Regions from separate parts of the Mus musculus genome. Here region 2 is linked to region 1. Evidence: chromatin contacts called from public HiCAR-type data. All regions are on one chromosome and are shown on one strand. The core of a region is the stretch at or near the end of the contact, and the rest is flanking DNA. Distances in the headings are between cores, read along the strand shown.

The links. HiCAR-type assays count read pairs that join an accessible place to other places.
Region 2: a contact with region 1 is called in a HiCAR-type map of astrocytes, with 4 times the contacts expected there. The contact joins the promoter of Rnf2 here to the promoter of Tpr in region 1. A contact is called at or near these places in 3 of 39 promoter capture datasets (maxillary cranial neural crest, neural stem cells and neutrophils), 2 of 484 Hi-C or Micro-C datasets (B cells and neutrophils), 1 of 115 datasets of contacts at active chromatin or transcription factors (astrocytes) and 1 of 9 other capture datasets (liver).

The regions. Positions count from the first base shown.
Region 1 is chr1:150,390,702-150,396,610 of GRCm38.p6, forward strand. It overlaps Tpr (translocated promoter region, nuclear basket protein), which reads left to right and starts at 2,137. Exons shown (of 52, transcript NM_133780.3): 1 at 2,137-2,312; 2 at 2,655-2,957; 3 at 4,498-4,602. The coding sequence starts at 2,243. Odr4 (odr4 GPCR localization factor homolog) reads right to left here and starts at 2,354. Exons shown (of 14, transcript NM_145511.2): 1 at 1,989-2,354.
Region 2 is chr1:151,498,629-151,504,537 of GRCm38.p6, forward strand. Rnf2 (ring finger protein 2) reads right to left here and starts at 2,363. Exons shown (of 7, transcript NM_011277.3): 1 at 2,091-2,363.

The sequences.
Region 1 (5,909 bases), core at 887-3,386:
GTCTTAACTGCTGAGCCATCTCTCCAGCTCCCAGCTTTGGAATTCTTAGTACAGTGCTATAAGAAAAAACTCCCGCTGCTAGGCAGTGGTGGCGCACGCCTTTAATCCTAGCACTTGGGAGGTAGAGGCAGGTGGATTTCTGAGTTCGAGGCCAGCCTGGTCTACAGAGTGAGTTCCAGGACAGCCAGGGCTACACAGAGAAACCCTGTCAAAAAAAAAAAGAAAGAAAGAAAGAACTCCCTTGGGGCCAGAGTGGTGGCTTAACGGTTAGCAGCCCATGCTGCTTTTCCACAGAGCTTGGGTTCGGTTTCCAGCATCCAAGTCCAGAGGTGCACAAATGCCTTTAGCTGCAACTCCAGGAAATCTGACTCCCACTTCTCAAGTCTGCACACATGTAGCTTGTTCACACAAATATACACACCAAACGATAATAAATCCAAAAATCTTTTGAGAAAAGAAAAGAAGGAACAAGAGTCCCAGCCAGATATGGTGGTGCAAGCCTGGAATTGCTGTACCCTTGAGGATGAAACAGACTTGGCGCTTTGAGCTGGAGGCCAGCCAAAGCTATATAGTGAGTTCTGGGACAATCTGATCTAAAGAGTGAAACCCTGCCTGGAAAGACACAGGAAGAAAACAAAACAACAATAACAAATATAATTACCAATTGCCATGAGAAAGCAAAGTTACTTCTCACTCTTGGGATAAGGAAATAAGGATACCATTCAACACATCTAATTTCTTATTTTAGATCTACTCCTTAGCTGCATTCTCTATGACAATTTATTGGTGAACTTCGATATTCTTGTTTCTAAAATATGGAAGCTGAATTTCTGATTAGTTCATTAAGAGGAGAGAGACTCAAATTTGTTTACCCAATAGTGACTGTAAAACGACTGTTTTCTACAAATTGTGCAAGGTGGGAAGGCACAAATGTGTGATTGCTGCTATGAGACAACTCCTAATAACAGCCACTTAGGTAACCAGTCTGCAATGACAATTATCTATATTGCTTCAATTCTACACGGGACATTTTTCTAAGGACTTCACATGTATTGATATTTAATACAAATTCCTGCACGGTAAGTACTATTATTGTCGTCTCCGTTTTATACATAAAGAAATCAAAAAGAAATGTTAAATAACTCCTCCAAATGACTAAAGTAGTGAGTGTGAAAGGTGGGATTTAAGTTCTCTCAATCTGTTTTGCTTGCGGTGGCAATGATACTCAGCCCTTCAATTGAATCATTGCAGGAACATCTCCTGTTCTCATCTCCTGTCCTCTTCTTCAGCTTGTGAATTCAGTTATGAATCTCCTACTAATTTAATCCCTCCCATCCCCTTCATTAAGACAGAGCCTGACTCCTAACACAGGCTGTCCTGGAATGATAACCCCCCCACCTCTTAATCCCTGTAGCTGACACCACAGGCATGTGCTCTCCTTATTTTCAATCAAAAGGCAACAAATTCTTCCAGAAAAGTACCCAGCCATGAAACGAAGTACACGCTGATATTGCTGAGTCGTGTTCGGGAAACAGACATAGTTCTGTTACTGTGGCAAAATGACAAGTGTCTCAATAAAACTGTCCTAAAAATGTTAAAATTAAAAACGTCAACATCAGACATTTGCCTGCAATGTCATCTTACTACATAAACAACAAAATTTGATTTTTTTTCTGTTTAAAATATTAACCAGACTACTTTAATTTCGCACTAAGTCATTCGGTACCTCACACCCACAAAAGCATGTAGGTACCAGGTTTGACACTAAGCTAATCTCCTCCGAACAGGGCTTGAGTGTGCACCAGTGACTGACTGTTCCATATGGTCCCTAAATCCTTTCTTTTCTCCCCGAAAAGGAAGCTGGTGGTGCCCGGGTGCACACATATTCCTTGGCCGACTAACTTGATCTCAGAATGTGCACATGTGGCAAATAAATCCCTGGAGCTTTCTGTCAGCGAGAGAACTCGAGTTAGGGTACAAGTAGCTACCTTCAAAGGCCAGGTGCCACTCAGGTCCCCACGTCCACAGCCAATGATCTCATCAGAAAGCGACAGCAGAGACACTTCCTACTCCAAACGCGGGTCGCGGCCCCAACGGGTGCAGACTGATGACGCAAGCCGTCCCGCACCCATCTCCGCAGCTCTTCTACCCAAGCGAGGGAGGCCTGCACCCCGCCCCTCTCGGGGCACCGTTAAGATCGTGGCGGTAGCCCAGAGCCTGTCGAGACACCCTGCCGTGACCCATGACCTCTGGTGGCTCGGCTTCTAGAAGTGGCCACAGAGGAGTACCCATGACATCCCGGGGTTTTGACGGTAAGGTCGTCTTGCTCCTCCGGGATAAGGACGAGGGTGGCTGCGTACTTATGTAGCGCCCCCGCGCGGGCACTCGTCACAGCCATAGGAGGCGAGCCGGGGGCGGGGAGAAAGAAGGAAGTGGGGCGAGAGGTGCGGCCTGAGCGCGCGTAAGCGGGTGAGAAATACACTACATTTCCCAAGAGTCTCTGGGGCTGGAAACCGGTGAAATCCCCAAAAAACTGGGGCCGAGGCTGCTGTGAACTCGCTTTCCCAGCGTGCCTAGCTCCCGGTGGCTGCGTGCGCAGAGAGGGCGCGGCGGCGCGGCTCTGGCTGCACCTAACGCGGGACTCTCTTTCCCAGGGTCCCGCCGCGGGAGTCTCAGGCGGGCAGGCGCGCGAGAGACCGCGAGCGAGGCGGCGGACGGGGCGGCTCCGGCGGCTGGGCTCCGCGCTTCTCCTTGCTCCTTGGCTTCTCCTTCAGCCGCTGCGGCTGTTGCCGCGATCCCGGCCGACATGGCGGCGGTGTTGCAGCAAGTGCTGGAGCGCCCGGAACTGAACAAACTGCCGAAGTCGACGCAGAACAAACTTGAGAAGTTCCTGGCCGAGCAGCAGTCCGAGATCGACTGCCTGAAGGGGCGGCACGAGAAATTTAAGGTGGAGAGTGGTAAGTGTGGAGACGCTCTTCGCGCTCCGGTCTGGAGCTGGGGCCCGACCTCCTTTGCACGCCTGCCCTCTTCTCCCTGGTGAGGTGTTCAGGTAGCAGCTTCTCAGGCTCCATGTGCAGCGGAGGCCTTCTCTCTTCTCCCCGCTGTGTGGTTTAGATCGGGGGGCGGGGGGATCCTCCCCGATCTAAATCCACCTTCGTTTACCTCGGTTTCCTTTTACTAAGCGTAGTCTTCTGTGGAAACTCCTCAATGGGCCCACCGACAGAAACTGGAGAATTTGGCCCAGTTTGCACCAGATTTTTAGGACTATGCAATCCTAATCTAATGTTGTTTTGCTGTACTTTAAATGACAGTTAAGCGCCCCCCCCCCAGTTTGTTTGTTTTTAAACTGGATTTATAAGCCTTTACCCATTTCCCCCCTTTAGTGCCTTGTTTTAGTGTGTATAGCACCCTGTGATCTAATAATGCAGTAGATGGTCGCGATGAGGAATTTGTATACAAAAGGACGGTACTAGAAAGAGCAATGAAATGCGATAAATGAATATATGGTGGTTCTCCCAGAGCGTTGAGACTTGATAGGAAATATATAATAAAAATATCTGCTTGTACGTTCTTGTCGTTGCTTTTGTATAAGGAAATTAGAGACATAGCTTAAATATTCTTGGGAGAAAGAAAACAGTTATTTAAAAAACAGAGCCGGGCGGTGGTGGCGGCGCACGCCTTTAATCCTAGCACTTGGGAGGCAGAGGCAGTCGTATTTCTGAGTTCAAGGCCAGCCTGGTCTACAGAGTGAGTTCCAGGACAGCCAGGGCTACACAGAGAAACCCTGTCTCGAAAAAAAAAAGAAAGAAAAAACAGAATTTTTTGTCACATGTTTTGGTTTATCATTAATTGAGGGAATGGGGTCTATAGTATGGTAGATTGATTAGAAATTTCCACCTAATTTAATTTTTTTCTTCAATAAAGTGTAGTTATCAAGCAACGTTGATAAGTAAAAATATCCAGTTATTTTGTGACTCTTAAGAAGTTTGTATAATATACTGTATTCTGTTAATTAATTTACACACAGTCAATACTGAGTAATTTATATGTCCCAATAATGGGATGAAGTAGACAAATGCAGTCCCTTTTTGTGGGAAGTCTGCATGTTTATTTTTACAGAAATTTAGGCATCATTTAAATTATTTTTACATTAACCCCTTTAAAACAATGCACTTTTTAATTAAGTATTTTTATTTATTAGGTAACTTATATTTAAATGTTTAATAATCTCCTGAGATCTGGAGAAAATACAACCTTGCCTGCCTAGATGAAATTAATTTATGAACCCTCTTTTAGTCAATGTTGTCTTTATATGCCAGTTAAGAATAACAGGAAAGTCCTTTTCAGTTTTTAATCTGTTTATTAAGATTAAAATTTCCAATAGTGTATCTTAAGTTTTGCAGTCAGTATTAGAAGAAATAAACAGTGGTATTAATACTGCTTTCAAGGGCACGTGTGCATGATGTTATTCATAGTGTGTGGACTTGTCTTTTGTAGAACAACAATACTTTGAGATAGAGAAGAGGCTCTCACAGAGTCAGGAGAGGCTTGTCACTGAAACCCGGGAGTGTCAGAACTTGAGGCTGGAGCTTGAGAAGCTAAGTAAGTATTTGATTATATCTTTATAACTGTTCTTGGATGCCCAGCTACACCTTTGAAAATCACACTTGCAGGGAGCTGCCCCTCCTGGAAACAGACTTTCCAGGTAGCAAAGCCCTAAGCAGGGATACAAACAAGGTAAGAATCACCTAGCTCTCCTGCCTTCAGGCCTAGAGGCAGACTGATCACACTATGGACTCCAAAATTGTGTTGTTTACTGGAAAAACCTGTTTTTAGTTCTAGTGTGGCTCAGCCATGGCACGCACTTTTAATGTGGGAAACTTTCTGCATGAGTATTGTAAACAGGCAGAGCAAGCAACCAGCTGACAGGAAGTAAATTATAAGTAAAGTAGGATTATTAAGAAAAAAAAGAAACAGCCAGGCAGTAGTGGCACACGCCTTTAATTCCAGCACTTGGGAGGCAGAGGCAGGCAAGTTTCTGAGTTCAAGGCCAGCCTGGTTTACAGACTGAGTTCCAGGACAGCCAGGGCTACACAGAGAAACCCTATCTTGAAAAAAAACAAAAAAGAAAAAAGAAAAAAAACAGAATAAAAGGAAGTCAGGTCAGATAGAGAGGCATACAGGAAGTAGAAGGGAGGGACATTAGGTTTGAAGGAGGATTTTTTTGTGATATCTTGAGAGAGGAGCATTTGTTCTGGAACTTCAGCTGGGTGCCTTCTCTGCCTCTGTGAGCTTGCAAACTTTCACCCCAGCATCTGGCTCCCTAGTCTTCATTGATAAAATCAAAAGATTGAGATTTTTGTTAATAGAAAACATATCTGTTACATCTTGTAAATCATATGATTTCCTCATACTAAATGCCTTTGGAACCTTGCCTTCCTCAACCCAAACCACAAAAAAAGAAGAAAAAAACATAGTGGTTTTAGTCTAAACATAGTGGTTTTAGTCTAATTGATGGTGTCGACAGACCTTGGGCCTATACCTCCTGCTCACTCCTTCCTCACCGGAACCTTAAAAGAACACAGTGCTCTCTCTGAGAGAGCCTAAGCTTTCCTTCCCTACCCTCTGACTAAAGGCATTCAGACCTGTGCCTTCTCAATGTCCTCTCCCTCACGTCATTCTCTGTGAGCAGCTACTTACAGTGTGGGAAATGCTCAGAGGCCTTGTCCGAGCAGTTGCAGTTTGTGTTCCCATTAGTAAAGGCGTGGTAAGGACATAGGCTGTCACAGTCTGCAGACCTGGTTTCTAATTCTGACTAATAATAAAAGTGTTCTTGCCACACGTGCCATATGTAGATGGCTTTTGTAAAAAGGATAAAAGTAGTTGGAAGCACGTGTGTTTACGTAGCT
Region 2 (5,909 bases), core at 1,113-3,612, 1.1 Mb after region 1:
GCTATCCTGGAACCTATGTGGCCAAGGCAGGAGGTTGGGCAGTCCTGACATCAAAAACCTAAGATCAGTAATAGACTAATGAAATTCCAAACATGACTTAAGTCTACATTTCTGTGTACTCTACCTGGGCACTGTCTTAAATGAGCCACAGAGAAAACAAAACTAAATAAATAACAAAGCCCACTAAAGTTCCAGTATTTTGTATGTCTGTAGTGTCTGTTACACTATTTGTTCTAACTGAAAGCTTTCTGTGCAGCACATTAGAGGACCATTATCTTATTTTTCAAATATAAAGGCTATCATAAAGTCTCCTTTTAGAGGCTTGGATTTTGCCTTGTCTGTGCTTGTGAGACAGTCTCATAGCCCACTCTGCTCTTTGTGTAGCCCAGGATGGCCTGTCTCTACTCCTAAAGCTAAGTCAGCTATGTGTCTAAAGTCTACAACTTAGTCTTCATCTGAACTACTGCCCTGTCCCTTCCACACGAGGGATTTAGAGAAATAAGTAAACTTGGAGAAAGTAAAAACCCATATTTGGTGTGATACCTAACAACTGGAGTGTTATATATTTATCAGTTATTTTACTAAATAGATTAGATGTTACCATCAAGTCTTTAAAAAAGGATACCTGTTGATTGTAGCAAGTAGAGATTTTAGAGGGCAAAGAGGTATATCCAGGAGTAATATTGTTGCCGTTTAAGTTCTTTATAAATCAGAGGTTAAAAGTTCAACTTAAGACACAAAATGTAAGACAGCTGTGTTGAATGTCTATAATCTTGTCACCAGGGAAGCTGAGACAGGAGGATTGCCTTAAACTCAGTATCGAGTATGAGGCCAGCTTGCCTGGACAATACTGAATGGGTCGCTGGCAAAAGTAAATAAATAAAAATAAAATAAATCTCAAAATACTGAATGGGTCGCTTGCAAAAGTAAATAAATAAAAATAAAATAAATCTCAAAACCCGACATTTGCTTTATTAAAATATTCAACAATTACAAATAATTAGATACCAATTCCACTAAGTACTCCAGTTGATTATCTCGAAACTATCAAAAAATAATTGAATGCAAATGACTTATGGTACTTTTAATTAAAATATGGCTTAAATTACTTGACACTATGCCTTCCTTTTTTTTTATTTCAAAAGAAATAACCGCATACCAAATACTTAAAAGCCTAGCTAAGCTTTTTCACACACCGTGTAGAAAGTCTGACATTTCCACAACAAGTCACAAGGCATACAAACTTCCGACAGCTTCTTTAAAAAGACACCCAACGGGGCTTCGGGGACATGAATCGGTAATCTGTTCCGGTGGGCAAAAGCAAAGAAAGGAACCTCAAAGTTTCCAAGACCGACCTTTTTTTTTTTTTTTTTTTTTAAACCAACAACAATATCTCTGCGAGTATGAAGGCGACTTCTGAAGCGAGGAAACGATTCTAACAAGGGCCGGGACTCGGGAGCCGACAGGCAGAGGGAGTGGACCAAGGATTTCGGCAAACACAGCCCGGGGTCAAAACGCGAAGCAGCTCGAACCCACGGAGTCGCCCCCTCCCCCAACACCGCCTCCAGGGTGAGCCCGTGGCTCGCGGAGGCGGCAACAGATACTCCGGGGCAGGCGGCGGCTCTCCAGGAATGTGGGGCCGAGAGGGGATCCCGAGCCCACCCCGGTGCCAGGTCCCAAAGGAGAGCTGTCGGCCCGGAGCGCCCCTCCCCGCCCCCACGGCGCCGACCTCCGGGCCCCGCGAGCAAGCCCAGGGCTAAGTTCTCCCAGCGCTCCGGTGCCGCCCTCGAGGCCCCGGCCGCCGTAAGCCCAGGGCCGCGCGGGTGCGCTTCCCCGAAGGGCTCCGGACGCTTCGCCAGCCCGGTGCTCACGGGCCGCGAACAATGAGCCCTCCCGGGCGGGCCGCGAGCGGCGGAGCGAACGGCCGGGGGCGGCGGCGCCATCGCCTCACGGCCCCTCGCGGCCGCGGACACACACACACACACACACCCCCAGCCCCGCCGCCGCTCGGGCCGCGGCCCGTTCCGGGTGCCCCTGCCCCAGCCCGCCGCCCTCGCAGACGTCGCCATCCCCCTCCCTGCCTAGCTCACCGGCTCCTGCCCCAGCCCGGGGGTGCGCTGGCAGTGGCCGGAGCGAGACTCGAGAATCAACCGCCGGCGCCGCCGCACAATATGGCGAGTCTCGGCTTCCGCAATGGAGCTCGGGAAATACAACAGGGGCCGCTCAATATTCATGAGAGACTGGGGAGGGGGGAGCCGGCTCGGCCGGAGCTGCGGGGAGGGCGGGAAGGAGCGAGCGAGCGAGCGAGCGAGCGAGGAGGCGGAGGCGCGGGACGCGGACGCGCACCGCGCGGGGAGGCCCCTGGCGTAGGGGAAGGGGCGTGCCTAGTGCAGGCCCGGACCGCCGGGCCACGCCCACACCCTGGCCCTGGCTCCGCCCCCGCCCGTGGCTACAGCTCGCCAGACGCCCCCAGCGCCGGCGCAGCCCCCAGCCAACGCCTGCTGACTTGGGCGTCTTCTTTCTGTCTGTTTCCCCCGTCCTGGAGCCTTTCTGGGCCTGTCTGAGCCCACAGGTTGCGCCTTCCCTCCCGCTGCTGAGGTTTCGATTTGGGCTTCCAGCCCCTGACTTCGTCCTCGTCCTCGTAGTCATCCCAGCCCAAGTAAATCCTCAGGGTTTCTGCTGCAGAACTTTCCGGACTTTGGATCTCTAAGGCATACAAAGCCAGCAAGATCTAAGGAAAGTGACCTTCAACTCTGGAAATAGGCGCTTGTTAGTACGTCCCTAATGATCTCCTTGCTACTCTTTATATCGACCTCCTTGACGCTTTCAGTGTTCTGAATTTGAAAATATAAGTAGCCATAGATAGTTGTCATTACCACCACCACTACCCAAAAAAATAGCCTGCAAGTTGTCACTCGGTAATTCCTGCATTTAACTTTTAAGTAACACGTAGGAAAAAAAGTTCCCTAACTTCAAAATGTTTCATTGGTCATGGTCTCTTGAAAGGATAATCAAGAATAGCAGATGATAAATGGGAAGGCACTTAATTTGCACTGCACTGAAATTGGGCGAGGTGGCTTATAGCTTCCAGTAACGTTATTATGGAATTCCTTTTCTGTGGCTTAAAATTTTCTTACTTATTGTATTATTCGGGGTTTTCTATAGAAACAACTAATAGAATGCATATATATTAAATATATTCAGCATATAGAGAGGGGGGATATTAAGTATATGCAATATAGAGAGAGGTGGGGTGGGTATTAGAGTGGCTTACAGGCTGTGGTCTAAGCCAACAGTACTGTCTCCAAACTACAAGGTGAAGAACCTAGTAGTTTTAAGCCCTTGGTGCTGGCTGTGTCAGCGGGTCGTTGGCCTATGTTGGAATCCAAAGAAGTGTTTTTTAATATCAGTAAAGTAATGTCTCAGCATCAGATCTTGCTGGCGAAAGCTTTCTACTCACCCCTTCCTTTTTTGTATGCTACCACAGAAGGTGTGGCAAAGAGTTCAGATGGGACTTCAAGGCTTGAATGATCCAATCAAGAAAACATTCACGAGTGTGCTCAGTTGTTTGGTGTTTTGTTAATCCCAGATGTGACCAACCAGGATTGGTGCTCACACTTACTGTCCACTCTAGCAATTTAAAAAGCCCAAGGTTAAACTTTTCCCGGGATGTGAATCAAAGCCAAAATAACCCCGAGTGTTGTGTTCCTCCATCCTCTGGAGACGGGTAGTCTGGAGCAGAAACACTGACCTTCCATCAAAGCGGAATGTTCATAATTGAGAACTCTTTGCTCTAGTTCAAACGCTTCTGGAAATCGTGATGTGTAACTGCTTGAAGCCAGTCAATCAGTGTTAAGGAAGGCCGTCATTTATAGGGAGCACAGAAGATACAGGTAAATCTAATATCCTATTTAAAGGGTCACAGTAGGATTGTCTTTAAAGAAGAAAACGTATGGGATATTTAGATTAAAAATTATTTAAAAAGTTAGACTTTGGGCTAAAAATCCTTTAGTACAAAGATACTTCTAACAAATCAGTGTGACTTCATCTATTTTACCTCTTCACTGGCATGAGACCAGTCTGCGGTGGCCCACACCTTTAATCCAAGCACTCAGGAGGCATAGACAGATGGATCTCTGTGAGTTCAAGGACAGCCTGGTCTACAGAGTGAGTTCCAGAACAACCAGGGCTACACAGAGAAACCCTGTCTGGAAGAAAACCAAAAAACTTGGAATGGATCATCCTAGATTGGCTTAAACAGGAAAGTTATGTTCTGCCATTTGGTAAGAAATATTTCTAAAACCTTTAGATTCAATACAACACAGGTTTATCGCCTGCTCATCCTTAGTGATTAATTAGAATCAAAATCACTGTTCCAGTCTCTCTGGAAACCAGATTGACAGAGACCTCAATCTCTTAGCTGTAGCCCTTGTGTTAGTCAGGGACCTCTAGAGTAACAGGACTTATAGAATGAATCTCTCTCTAGAGAGAAATGGAATTTATTATACTCACTATGGCTATAGTCCAGCTAACCCAATAATGGCTGCCTATAAATGGACTGTCCAAGAGTCTAGTAGTTCAGTCCACAGGGTGGGATATCTTAGCTAGTCCGTAGTATACGCAGGAATCCCAAAGACGTGGTCTCCAATGCCAGTGAAGGAATGGTTTTGCTAGCAATGCAAGAGCAAGCAGGCAAAGAACAAAAACTTCCTTCTTCCATGTGCTTGCAAAGACTTCCAGCAGAAGCTGTGGCCCTGATTAAAGAGGCCTCTTCCCAGATCAAAGATCCAGATTAGAAGTGGATCTTCCCACTTCAAATTAAGCAAATACCCCTCCATTTTTGGTTTTTGTTAGTTCCAGATATAGTCAAATGGACAACTAAGAATAGCCATCGATGCACCTGAGTCACAGTAATTCATTCTCTGTAGCAGAGAAAGAAAGAAACTGAAGAATAACCGGGAGCTTTCAAAAACTTACTTTGGAAGAGACACGATCACTGATGGAATTCCACTGGCCAGAACCAGTTACCCAAGTCAATACATCTACAAGGATGGTGCATTCTCGAACTTAGCTCAGGAAGAAAAGGAGAGTTAGTTGGGGTGTGTGTGTGTGTGTGTGTGTGTTTGGTTTTGGGTTTTTTGTTTTGTTTTGGTTTGGTTTTGGTTTTGGTTTTTTGAGACAGGGTTTCTCTGTGCAGTCCTGGCTGGACTGGAACTCACTCTGTAGACCAGGCTGGCCTCGAACTCAGAAATCCACCTGCCTCTGCCTCCCAAGTGCTGCGATTAAAGGCGTGTGCCACCACTGCCCAGAGAAAAGGAGAGTTATAAGTGAATAATTGTAATGTTAGCAATGGAGATGCCACCAGTTAGTTCATGGATGCTATGAATAACTCCAAGAAAGTTTACTCTATAACTGTTGGGGGTTCAAGATTAGCCACACAAACCATATGAGCAAAAATCTCAGTTAAAAATAGTTTATCAAAGCCAGGCGGTGGTGGCACATGCCTTTAATCCCAGCACTTGAGAGGCAGAAGCAGGCAGATTTCTGAGTTCAAGACCAGCCTGGTCTACAGAGTGGGGTTCCAGGACAGCCAGGGCTACACAGAGAAACCCAGTCTCAAAAAACAAACTAACACAAACTAACAAACAAACAAAAAGGCTGAATACAAAATGGCTACAGTTATGTTCAAAGGAGCAAGCCCAAACAATGGCTGTAGAAAAAAGTTGTGCCTTCAAAAATAAGCTCTGTACATGTTTCCTGTCATCTAATGTAGACTTTCCAATCTCCTCTCCATTCTTTTTGTTTTCTTATTTGGGGGAATCGGTGGGTTTGCAGACTTGGCTGCTCAGTTTGTTTTTGTTTTTTTGTTTTGTTTTGTTGGAGTTGGAGATTGTTTTGTTTCTTTTTAC